Linked DNA regions of Mus musculus: regions 2, 3 and 4 are each linked to region 1. A link is a contact called in public capture Hi-C and promoter capture Hi-C data. All regions are on one chromosome and are shown on one strand. Each heading gives the region's core, a stretch centred on a gene start, on an enhancer-like site or on the middle of the called end of the contact. The rest is flanking DNA. Distances are from core to core; before and after follow the strand shown. Region 1 holds the start of Rit1 (Ras-like without CAAX 1). Region 2 holds the start of Fdps (farnesyl diphosphate synthetase). Region 3 holds the start of Paqr6 (progestin and adipoQ receptor family member VI). Region 4 holds the start of Sema4a (sema domain, immunoglobulin domain (Ig), transmembrane domain (TM) and short cytoplasmic domain, (semaphorin) 4A).

Region 1 (2,911 bases), core at 124-2,623:
CTGGAGTGCTGGAATTAAAGGCATAAGCTATCTGCTTTTTAAAAAGGTGTATTTATTCATATGTATGTTTTTGCTTATGTGTATATATGTGCACCATTTGTATTCCTGATGCCTGCAAATGGTCAGAAGAGGGTTGTGGATCCCCTGAAACTGGATGGTTGTGGGCCACTGTGTGGGTGCTAGCGACTGAATCCAGAAGCAAGAAGTGTTTTTTGTTTTTTTTTAAAGATTTATTTTGTTAATATATGTAAGTACACTGTAGCTGTCCTCAGACACTCCAGAAGAGGGAATCAGATCCTGTTGCGGATGGTTGTGAGCCACCATGTGGTTGCTGGGATTTGAACTCTGGACCTTCGGAAGAGCAGTCGGGTGCTCTTACCCACTGAGCCATCTCACCAGCCCCCGCAAGGAGTGTTTTTAACTACTGATAATCTCTCCTGAGCTCTGCTTTTAAGACAGGGTTTCATGTAACCCAATGTCGAATTTAGCTGGTATCCAAGGTGGCCCTTGTACTGCTTGGCACAGACACCTTCCAAATGCTTGGTTTATATGGATGTGCTTGCATCCTATCTGACTTGTATTTGTCTTAATAATTTTAAAATTTAAAATTCTAACTAGAGGGCTGGTGAGATGGCTCAGTGGTTAAGAGCGCCACCTGCTCTTCCGAAGGTCCCGAGTTCAAATCCCAGCAACCACATGGTGGCTCACAACCATCCGTAACGAAATCTGATGCCCTCTTCTGGAGTATCTGAGGACAGCTACAGTGTACTTATATATAATAAATAAATAAATCTTTAAAAAAAAAATTCTAACTAGAATAACTGGATACCGCGATCATCTGGTTTTGGTTTCAAGAGCTTTTGATGTAACAGCGTTTTTGGAAAATGAAGCGCTGCTTTGTAGCAAGTACCATACCTACCCTAATGTAATTCTGTATTTTGGAAAGATTGAGGGGGTGTGGGTTTGTTGTGCTGTACATCTGGTGACAGATATTTTCCCTCTACCAGCAGCAAATAGCCCTAAGTTAATCACTTTAAAAGTATCTGTTCGTGGCTGGAGAGATGGCTTAGGTGTTAAGAGCACTGCTCTTCCAAAGGTCCTGAGTTCAAATTCCAGCAACCACATGGTAGCTCACAACCATCTTAACAAGATCTGACATCCACTTCTGGAGTGTCTGAAGACAGCTACAGTGTACTTACATATAATAAATTAATAAATCTTTAAAAGTATCTGTTCGATTAATATAACATCCATTTTTGTAAGTGCAAGCCTTGAGATTCGTATGTGACCAGAGGGCTTAGCGAGTTAGAGTTAGGCGCGGGGCGGAGCAGAGTATCTGTCAGCTGTGGGGGCGGGGCTCAGGGTCATGCCCCGCCCACCGGCGCCATCTTCCAGGACCCGGGCGGGGCCCTGGGCTGTGGGGCGCAGCTGGGAAAGGAACGCGGGTTACCACCCGGCCTCAAAGCTGGTTTCAGAGGTACAGGCTCAGGTGAACAGGGCGGGGGGGTGACGGTGGCGGGAAAGGTGGTGAAGTGGGGGAGCCACGGCCACCGTGAAAGAACGTGACAGTGTCAGGCAGCGCTCTGCACTCATCCGGCTCCTTCCTACTGGCACGCTGCCTCAATCTGAAGTTTTAAGTTCTTTTTAGTTTTCTGGAAAAAGTAAGTTTGGACATCTATGATCTGTTTTAGGACTGAGACTGATTGTGAAGGGCGAGGATGTAGGGCTTCTTAGCGTTCTGCAATGAGCAGAGTAGGCCATGGTGTTTGGGGACGGAAGAAGGAGGCTCTCACTGTGGCCCACTGTTTCCATCCTGGATTGAATGTTCTGTGCCTTCTCCTCTAGGAGGCCTTTCCCAGGGGCCCAGGACTGCCCCGGAGGACAATGGAGTCCGGAGCTCGCCCCATTGGTAGCAGCTGTAGCAGCCCTGCAGCACTCTCCCGGGAATACAAACTAGTGATGCTGGGTGCCGGTGGAGTTGGGAAGAGTGGTAGGTAACCATTTCTGTTTGCCACACAACGTTTGAAAAGCAACCCAGATGGGTTACTGGCTCTTGTGCAAAATTGATAGCTAAAATACTTCCTGGTCACAGTGTCCTGAGTTGCATCTCTTGTTTTGAAGCCATGACAATGCAGTTCATCAGCCACCGATTCCCAGAAGACCATGACCCCACCATTGGTAAGTCAGCTCCTTGTTTATATTTCCAGATACAGCCTGGGAAAGTATCTCAATAGAGTTAGAGCTTAAAAAGTAATATTTATATCCTAAGCTTGTTTGTGTATGTAATTCATACTTACTTAGAGACCAGAATAAACATTTGAGTATTTATTTTAGACTTCATATGCACATTTATGCTATCTTTAGTCTTCAGATTACATTGGTAGACAAACTGTCTTTTTTATTTAAGGACATATAATGTATTGTTAGATTAAAGGAAAAGTTTAACGACCACTCAATGAAACCTTTTCTTGCTGTCACTGTTCAGGGTCTGACATGAGACTAACCCTGAAGGATGAGTCAGCTGGTTTGAACTTCCACAAAAGGAAGCAGAAAAACAAGTAGAGCCAGCCTGCTGAACTCTTAGAACCAATCTTCCACTTAGAGCTCTTCCTTTATTTCCTTATCCTTGCAGCTCATTATATAGTACTGTCTTCTCCTGTGTCTTTGTCATCTTTGGCTGTCATAGGTTGGTGGAATGCTAGTGGGGTAAATCTGTCTCCCTGACACCCCCACCTGGGGATGGAACCTGAGACTCTAGCCGAGCATACCATGCAAGGGCTCTGCCACATCCCCAGCCTTGTTTTCTCTTGTTTTAAGTTGTGTTATTGTCTTCCTTGATAACAGGTCAAAGCCTAAGCTAGCCTTGAACTCGTAACACTCCTTCTGCTTAGTCTGAGAGTAGAGGCATGAA
Region 2 (2,911 bases), core at 163-2,662, 390 kb after region 1:
CTGAAGTGCAGCAGAGACCCATCTACTCCAGAGACCCAGGTAGTCACTTCGCTCTTATCGAAACCCCTCATGAATCCACACCTCTACCAGCTTCTTCAGTCCTGAATGCCTCACCTCCTTGAGCCGGGCAATAGCATCCCCTATCTCTGGGTGTCCCAGCTCCTTCTCAGTCAGCACCTTGACGATCTGGGAGAAGTGCTGGATGAAATTCTGCTTTTCTTGGTTATAAGCATCCAATTTCTGGTTCCCATTCATTCTGACAGAGGAGCTAAATGCTCTGAGGGAAAAAAAAACACACACACAAACAAATGAGAGGGTGGCTCGGGTGCTTCCCTCCCCGAAGCCCCACACCCCAACCACACTCACCGAGGCTCCTCTGTCCACACTTGGCACCACCAGCGGGCACTGTGCCAGGCCCCCAGGACTGGACACCCATATGCCAGGGAGGGTCGTTGTAGGAAACCAAGCCACCTCTCCCGGGGTGCCCAGCAGGGGGCTGGCAGCAGGAAGACCCCCAGAGATCTCAGCCAGCAGGACAGGGGCATCCTGGGTGTGCATGGGGGTGGGGGCACCAAGCACTCCCTGCAGGAGCAAGCACCGAAGGCAGATGCTTGGTAGCAGTTACCTAAGGTATCCCCCAAGCCAAGCTTGTTACCTCCTGCATTAGAACGCCCCACCCCGCTTCTAAACTCAAGAATTACATAAAAAACACACAGGAAATGAAAAGTTTGTCGGAGTGACTGAGATCCAATAGATCTTCACTTAAACCGAAAATGGCTAAAACTGAACACTTTCTACTTCCAAGGTTGCGTTCACTACAATTCGGAACATTGTATTACGGGAATTACGGGATGCAAGGTCCTTAAGTCACAATGTTAATGGAGACACCGAACTGAGGTTCAGTGAATGTAAGAGAGCTGAGCTGACGAAGAGCCAAAGCTGGAACCCAGGAGTCCGGATGTAGGGGAAAGAGAGGGAAGCTCTTAGATAGTCCCAATGAGGGGACTGGAGCCGAAGGTGCTGTGCGCTTGTCATCTGTCCCGGCACTGGTGCTAACCGCAGCCGGCCTCCGAGCAACAGGTGGGCGTGGGAGGACTCACAAGAGTAAACTAAAGGCCTGGCGTACGGAAGACTTGAGGAAGACGCCAGCGTTTAGAAATTCACGAAGGCACAAGCAAACCGTTCATTCTGGCCCACCGACCCCAAGCCCCGTAACTCCAACACGGACTGGTCCTTTAGTGCCTCGGAGCTTCACCCGATCCGAGACACGGGTAAACCTCAGCTCCAGCCCCAACAATAGCTCTCACCTGTTCTTCAACGCGGATTCTCCCGGGGTCCAAGATGTTTGCGGCTTACACCTAAAAGCTGAGCGTGCATCCGCTCAGCACTCTGGGAGTTGTAGTTCCCAGTCTCCAGGCTCAGGAGGCAGAACATAAATATAAAACTACGACTCCCGGCATGCCACGGACTAGGCGGCAAGAAACTCAGACTTGTGTCTCAGGGTGGGTGTGGCCTAGTTCGCTGATTGGCTAAATTACCTCGTGTGAGCATGGGCCTTGTGACGGCTGGCCAATGAAAGGGTGGCGCGCGGACCATCAGCCCACTAGGCGGTCGGCGGTGTCGGTACACCCATACCGAAAGCCTGGGAAATTGGCTATCTAATTCCTAGCTATAGTTCTTCCAGTGCTTCTGGTTGACAGTGTTTCTAAGATCCCGGAATAACCAGCCTTGCAGCTTCCTATTTCCAACTCTAGCAAATCACTTCTTACATCTTTGATTCTAGTTAGGTGAAGTCGCTCATTTTTCCAGCCCTTAGAAGGGGTGAGGCAATAAGATCAAGAGTTAAAGCCATGGGGTGGGGCTGGAGGGAAAAAAAAAAAAAAGAGTTAAAACCAATATGGGTCGTGTAATGAGTTTTAGGCTACTTGGAAGACTATATGACTATATGAGAGAAAACAACACCTTTCCCCCAGGTACTTTGGCGCCCTTGAAGCAAAAAGGTAAAAACTCAAAGCAGATGTTAGAACTTTCGGCCTCACAGTTTGCCAGCCCACCACGTTGACTCCTTTTTACTCCACCCCAAACCCCATCGCGATCAGAAAAGAGACCTGAAACTACAAACCACCTCAGACATTAATGGACTTGTCCTTGAAGTATTAGAAATAAGTTTCATTGTCCCAAAGAAAGAGACCACTACCACTCCGGACTAAAAGGTTGAAGGGTCTAGACAAGATAAACTTTACACATTGGTTTATTCTGCAAGGTTTCTCCATGTAGCCCTGGCTGTCCTGGAACTCTCACTGTAGACCTGGCTAAACTTCAACTCACAGAGTGAGAAAATAGTAGATTGAACATGGCTCGCAGAGGGGACTAGACCATGCATAAGAGAAGGTAGGGAGCTTAAGGGAGGGCCAAAACAGCATAGCCGAGGTTATAAGAATGTGAAGTGAGGGAAGAGAAGCTCCTGAGATAGAGACGTTTAGGATAATGGGGGAGCTGAGAAGAGCCAGGAACATGTGATATACTGTGAGAGCCTGGATATACTGGGGGAGCCTGGAGGCCGGCATAATTTTTGTCCCTTCTGCTGCCCATGTAAGGGTAACCCCTTTGGTAAAGGGGAACCGGTTTCACAAGTTCCTAACGAATGCTAGTTTTGGTCAGAATTTGAGGAAATGGAGTTTTCTTTAGAGCTCCTTTGGACAGTAACAACATAAGAAACAGACAAGCCAGGGTAACAAAAATAGTCATGAAACAAACTCATGGTAATACCCAATTAACTGCCAGGATGCCAAGTCTGTGCAAGAAGAGAAGAGCTGTCAACCACTGGCTTTGCAAATGGAAAAGAATAAATTAAGATGGTTATCTCATACTGAGGGAAAAGGCAGTAGACTCCCTGATAGGCAGGCCGACG
Region 3 (2,911 bases), core at 172-2,671, 350 kb before region 1:
ATTGCCCCCTCTGAGGTGCCTGTGAGGTTTGCCTTTGGTTGACTGTAAGTCACTGTATCCTTTGTCATGAGAGTCCGAGCCTTATCCATGTTGAGTAACATTTACACCCTCACCTCCACTCACACAGTCCTGGCTGGAACACTCCGTACCTTTGGGGTGTTTTGGAAGCAGTGCTTGAGTTCCACATCAGTACCACGGAACTGTATCTCCAGCACATGCAGTTGAGTTCTAGGAAACTCAAGGAGGCTTCCAAACTGCTACATAGCCAAGCCAGCCTTAGACTTCAGTGGTTCCTTCCATCTCTCCAAGGTTGAGATCACAGGAAGCACCATACCTGTTTTGCAGAAGTGTTTGATGAATCTACTGTCTGGGGCTGGCTTGGTGTTCCCATCTGGGTCATGTCCTCCAGAAGGGATAAAGGGTGAGGCTTGAAATCAAGGTTCTTTATTCCTACCATCCTGGGGTGGCAACTCAGACGGTGGCAAGGTAAATTAGATTGGTGCATCCTTCCTTCTCAGGTGGGCCAACATTCACCAAGGGCAAAATAGGCATTGCTTTTGAGATGCAGCTGCAGTTGGTTTTGGAGTTCCTGCTAGCAACCTCAGATCGTGGGAGACTCAGGCCAGGTGTCCTGGTCAAAGAAGATTAGATCCCAGCTTGGGCCCCTAGCCTGATCTAGACAGCACAGTGAAGCGGGTCCAGACACACCCTGAAGGGCTGGCTGTGTGCAGGAGGCCAAGTGAGCTGCCTGCTAATGGGGCTGGGCCACCCCGTGCTGCCCCATGACAGGCAGACAAGGCTAAGATTGTTCTCCTGTCTCTCCATTCTGCCAGGCCTGGCCCACATCCTCAGTCACTTTTTTCCCCTGTCAATCTGAGTGGCAGGAACCAGATTCTGCCTGTGGAGTCCAGTCAGCCTGGCTGGGAGCGTGGTCAATCTCTGGGGTAATAATGCAGCTCACATCTGGGGAAATGGAAGTGAAGCACCTTCCCAGCCTCGCACTCCTCACTGCAGCAGAGCTCTCCAGACCCTACTGCTGAGGGCAGAGGGACCTCTCCCCGGTTCAGCTCAGCCTTTCCCGGGGCAGCTGGGCAACACTCAGCACAGGCATCTCTCCTACACCTCCTCTTCACTTGGGATGAAGGGTCTGGGGACCAGGTTTGTGTTGTTAAGCTGGGCAAGATCCTCAGAACCCATCTCAGAGGACAAACTGGTTGTGAAGCCCCCTAGATCCTAGAAAGACTCCAGAATGGGCGGAGCTAGAGGCAAGAAGAGAGGGTGGAGTTGCTGGGAAGTTTTAGTCTGAGATGGGAGAAAGGGTCCTATCGGTCCAGGTCAGTGGCCCCGCCCACTTCATTCGCTCCGCCCCTCCGCCGGTGCCAAGGAATGTGCTGGGAGAGGCGGCTGAGAGGCGGGCGGGCAGGCGGAGCCGAGGCCACCCGGACGCGGCAAACAGGTCTGGGCTGAGGGGCACGGGACCCAGGAGGGGCAGGGGCTCTGAGTATTCCCAAGGGCACAAGTGGTATCCTCTAGAAAAGGAGGACACCCCCTAATTCCTTGCCCTTCTTTAGCAATTTCCTCGAGGGCACCAATTTTGGGTGTGGAGGTCTTAGTCCTCTATGTGGGGCCTCCTGGATTGAGGATTCTGGCCGAGGCGCAAATGGAGTTACTAACAGGAGGCAGCCTCGCTGCTGGGGAGCCCTTCACTGCAGACCCGCAGAGACTGAGGACCTCTGAAGCAGGACTGGATGCCCCAGGCTAGGACCAGGAGGGGAAAGGGGCCACCTGAGTGGCTGACTCTAGTCTGAATCTGGTCATAGGAAACCGGATGGGTGCCAATCCCTGACCTTCTGTCTCCAGGTCAACGTGGAGGTATCCGGCCACCATGCTCAGTCTCAAGATGCCTCAACTCCTTCGAGTCCATCAGGTCCCCCGGGTGAGGGGCCCCAATCCATCAACCTCGCCTTCCTCAGAGAACTCATTGGGGCAGAGCTTTTTCTCATATTAGCTATTTGGGAAGTTCTTCCTGCAAGCTAACTTTCTTACGTTTCAATTTCAGTATAGAACGTGTGACCTCTACTCACATTCCTAAACGTCCCTCCTCTCAGAATCCCCATCTGCAGAACACCCTGTGTGTGTGTATTCCCCCATCCTATTTAATCCCAATATTCTGGTTCTGTTGTTTGCCCTGTGGGTTTGGAAGGCTGGTAAGAAATAGGTTGGGTTGTGTTTGACTTGGGACCACTGCAATCTCTAGTGCATCTTCTATCGTGTTTCCAGACACCTCTTATTTTGTTTTTTGTTTCTCGAGACAGGGTTTCTCTGTGTAGTCTTGGCTGTCCTGGAACTCTGTAGACCAGGTTGGCCTCGAACTCACAGAGACCCACCTGCCTCTGTCTCCCAAGTGCTGGGATTAAAGGCATGAGCCACTATGCCCGGCTACCTGACACTTCATGGAGGGGAAAGGCCTGCTAATGATGACTGCTCTGCTCCCCCACCACCCCCAGGTGTTTTGGGAAGAAGGCATCATGTCTGGCTACCGATGCCCCACAAGCTCTGCCTTAGACTGTGTTCTCAGCTCCTTCCAGATGACTAATGAGACGGTCAACATCTGGACTCACTTCCTGCCCACCTGGTGAGCGAATTAGGTTCAGACGGGTGCCAGGTGGGCAGGGGCACTACGGCCCCAGCGCCTGAGCAGGTGCCTGGCGCAGGTACTTCCTGTGGCGCCTCCTGGCGTTAGGCAGCCCGGGCTTTCGCGCGGACCCATACCACCTACCGCTGCTGGTCTTCCTACTGCCCGCCTGCCTCTATCCCTTCGCATCCTGCTGTGCGCACACCTTTAGCTCCATGTCGCCTCGTGCTCGTCACATCTGCTACTTCCTGGACTACGGGGCGCTCAGCCTCTACA
Region 4 (2,911 bases), core at 138-2,637, 260 kb before region 1:
GCGAGCTTTAGCTTTCCAGCTCCTGGTACTGAAAAAGCAGTCAGGAGTTTAAGGCTCCTTGCTTAGTGACTGACATTTGAGGGAAAGAAAAACCACTGAGTTGGCAGAAAAGGGTCACAGTGACCCTTCCTTCCCTTACAGATCAACTTGTGCCTCAGGTGGCCTCTTCTTCTCCCAGCCCCTCCCAGGCTCCCTGGCATCTCTGTTTCTTCGTGCCATTTCGTCCCCTCTGGCACACCCTTCTCCTTCCTCAGCCCCTTCATCTCTATGGTGCCATCCATACCTCCCAGGTACTAGACACTTACCAGCATGGTATTTGACTCTGGGCATGGGCCCCTGACCACCAGTCCCAGAAGCAGGTGGCAGTGATGGCAGCAGGAAGAGTTGGAAGAAAAAAACACGCAGGAGACTCCATGAGTCCTGGCCCAGGGATGGTAGGGCCATGGTCAGCCTGAGATGGTCACCAGATGGTTCTGAGGAAACAGGCACTTTCTGGGTTAGCCATGCTTACCACACCCTTCCTGAGGGCCAATAGGAGAGCCCCAGGGGGCAGAAGTTCCTCTCTGGAAGGGCCCTCAGAGTCTCACTTCCATCCATCCCCAGCCTTGAAGGTGCCTCCTGCTGCCCTCTGCATAGGGTGCTGCTGTGGCCCACGCTGTGCCTCTGGTCACCTAACCATTAAAAAAACTACCTTGCCATTTCTCACCTGACTCACAGAAAAATTCCTTTCCACTTTGCCCCCTCAGCATCTCCTGGCCCCGTGCTCCAGAGCTCTGATCATCTCTGGCCCTGGGCAAAGGTCTTCTAGGGAACTAGTTCCTGTATGCAAAAGGTAGATTTCCCCAGGCTGGCCTGTGCTGTGACACCTTATGCCCGCTACTCACCCCAACCCAGGCAGACAGCCTACCCTCTCCTCAGCCCCCAGGGGCTCTGACTCTTGCTTAATCGGGCCCATCTAGCCTTCTTCTTAGGGATAGGGGCGTGCCAGTTTATCTACCACTGTGGTGGGGCTGCCCTCTGTATTTCCTGGGAGTGGCCTGGGCAGGAGTCCTTGGCAGACTCTCAACTTCTCCAGCCCCCCTGTCTGCCTCCCCAGAGCTCCGCAATCAGCCTCCCCCATGGCCACTGAATGCAGGTTCACACCCCTCCCCCGCCCCCGCCTCATCTCACATACCCTTGAGCCAGCCACACTGAGAAGTCCTGTGTTCAAACCCTGAATCAGGGTGCCATCCGAGGCAAAGAAGGGGGTCCAGGCAAGGCAAGCAGGCTCAGCCTGGCTGGAACGGGCGCGCGGCCCTCCAGGCACCCATCCTGCCAGAGCCAGTGTGGGTTTCAGGCCAGGGAAACCAGAATTTCTACCTCGAGTTGTGACAGATCCTGGCTGGCTTGGGCGGAAGTTGGTGGATCAGGGCGGGGAGACTGGTGGAGTGTGGGAGTGGGGGTGAGGCTTGAAGGCCTTGCAGGAGACACACCTCCCTCCCTCCTTAGTCTATCCAGAAATTAAGAGTTCCTTCCCGGCCAGTTCAGTGATGCCCTTGTTTCTCCCGCACACCACTTCCAGTCTAACCAGCCCAAGCTGCAGACTCCTCTTGCTCAAGAGAGCTCGGTATGACACCGTCTCTCTCCTATTCCTTCTCTCTCTGACCCCATTGTGGGGTTCCCCCACTGCCACATACTGAGACCTCCCGACCTCCCACACCCAGTAGGACCACATTCTTGAAAGATAACACGTTTAAAGCTGGCATGGTGGCGAGGCATACCTTTAATCCCAGTACTCGGGAGGCAGAGGCAGGCAGATCTCTGAGTTCGAGGCCAGCCTGATCTACAGAGTGTGCTCCAGGTCATCCAGGGCTATACAGAGAAACCCCGTATCAAAAAAATAAAAAATAAATAAAAATCCTACATTTGTATTAGTTTTTTGGTTTTTCCCTATGACTTTGCTGAGGAAGCCCTAGTAATTTGACGTCTCAGTGGGAAATTGGAGAAATTCCCCATTTGAACGCGTGCTTCTTGGGATACGCTTTGGAGCTGAAGCACCCAGCTGGCATGGTGGCTGGTTCCTCCTCCCCAAAGGTTCCAGGAAGACCTCATAACGCAGGGTTAATGAGTAACCAAGGGCTCCTAGGCCAATAAAGAGTGGTTGGGCTGCTGCCCACTCTCCCGGGTCAGCTGACTTCAGGTTAAAGAGCACAGTGACCCAAGCTGGTCTACCTCCAGGACATACCCTATCTTCACTGTAAACACCATCCTCACTGCCAGGATGGTCCCCACTGTAGGCTGTCCTCCACCCTTCCAGTTACAGCTCCTAGACGGAAAGCATTCCTCGGTAGAGCCTGCTTGGCCTTCCCTTCATGCTTTCCCCTCTGCTTCCGTTCTCCAGTGTGGCCCAGGAGCTGGGCTCACACAGACCCTCCTGATGGCTTCATCTGTCAAAGCTTGCTAAGACCCGCCCCCCCCCAAGCTCTCCGTTCACTGTGAGGACTTTGCCAATCTCCCTGTGCTGACACAAACTTCTGAGTCTCCTTGACCTCTAGATCAGGCTTGGGAAGCCACCACCTCAGGGCCTCTCTTTGGAGACAGATTGGCCTATCTGGGTCACAGGGAGGAGCTGTGACCAGAGGAGCAGCTCCAATGCCATCCTTCTTTACTCTCTTCCTGTCCCTGGGCGTCCTCAGGAGACCAAGTGCTCTCCCAGGCCCTCGGACAATGTGAGAAGCTCACACTTGGGGCTTCAGGCTTCCCAACTTCAGCAGGCAGGCTCCACTACAGTCTTGCTGCACAGAGAACAGAAGTGCAGCAGGGGTGACTGGACAGCCTGACGTCCATCCATCTACCTCAGACCTGTCTAATTCGGAAGCTCTCCCTACATGGCTGGCTCCTTCAGTCCCATCTCCTGCCCTAGTGCATTAGC

Evidence for each region. Promoter capture Hi-C pulls out the DNA fragments that hold promoters and counts their contacts. Capture Hi-C pulls out chosen DNA fragments and counts their contacts.
Region 2: a promoter capture Hi-C map of second pharyngeal arch cranial neural crest shows a contact between it and region 1. The contact joins the promoter of Fdps here to the promoter of Rit1 in region 1. A contact is called at or near these places in 4 of 39 promoter capture datasets (cranial neural crest, maxillary cranial neural crest, neural stem cells and 1 more) and 1 of 115 datasets of contacts at active chromatin or transcription factors (craniofacial prominence).
Region 3: a capture Hi-C map of macrophages shows a contact between it and region 1, with 2.1 times the contacts expected there. The contact joins the promoter of Paqr6 here to the promoter of Rit1 in region 1. A contact is called at or near these places in 17 of 39 promoter capture datasets (the C10 cell line, the HPC-7 cell line, HPC-7-derived erythroid cells and 10 more), 16 of 484 Hi-C or Micro-C datasets (cortical neurons, embryonic stem cells and nephron progenitors), 4 of 115 datasets of contacts at active chromatin or transcription factors (embryonic stem cells and stem cell-derived neural progenitor cells) and 4 of 9 other capture datasets (adipose tissue, embryonic stem cells, liver and 1 more).
Region 4: a contact with region 1 is called in a promoter capture Hi-C map of adipose tissue. The contact joins the promoter of Sema4a here to the promoter of Rit1 in region 1. A contact is called at or near these places in 1 of 39 promoter capture datasets (liver), 1 of 115 datasets of contacts at active chromatin or transcription factors (memory CD8 T cells) and 2 of 9 other capture datasets (adipose tissue and liver).

Annotation. Positions count from the first base shown.
Region 1 is chr3:88,715,481-88,718,391 of GRCm38.p6, forward strand. Rit1 (Ras-like without CAAX 1) reads left to right here and starts at 1,374. Exons shown (of 6, transcript NM_009069.4): 1 at 1,374-1,477; 2 at 1,846-1,990; 3 at 2,122-2,178. The coding sequence starts at 1,885.
Region 2 is chr3:89,100,555-89,103,465 of GRCm38.p6, forward strand. Fdps (farnesyl diphosphate synthetase) reads right to left here and starts at 1,413. Exons shown (of 10, transcript NM_134469.4): 1 at 1,308-1,413; 2 at 115-277. The coding sequence starts at 255.
Region 3 is chr3:88,363,168-88,366,078 of GRCm38.p6, forward strand. It overlaps Paqr6 (progestin and adipoQ receptor family member VI), which reads left to right and starts at 1,422. Exons shown (of 8, transcript NM_198410.3): 1 at 1,422-1,456; 2 at 1,861-1,936; 3 at 2,508-2,635; 4 at 2,715-2,911. The coding sequence starts at 1,886.
Region 4 is chr3:88,454,374-88,457,284 of GRCm38.p6, forward strand. Sema4a (sema domain, immunoglobulin domain (Ig), transmembrane domain (TM) and short cytoplasmic domain, (semaphorin) 4A) reads right to left here and starts at 1,388. Exons shown (of 15, transcript NM_013658.3): 1 at 1,175-1,388; 2 at 306-473. The coding sequence starts at 444.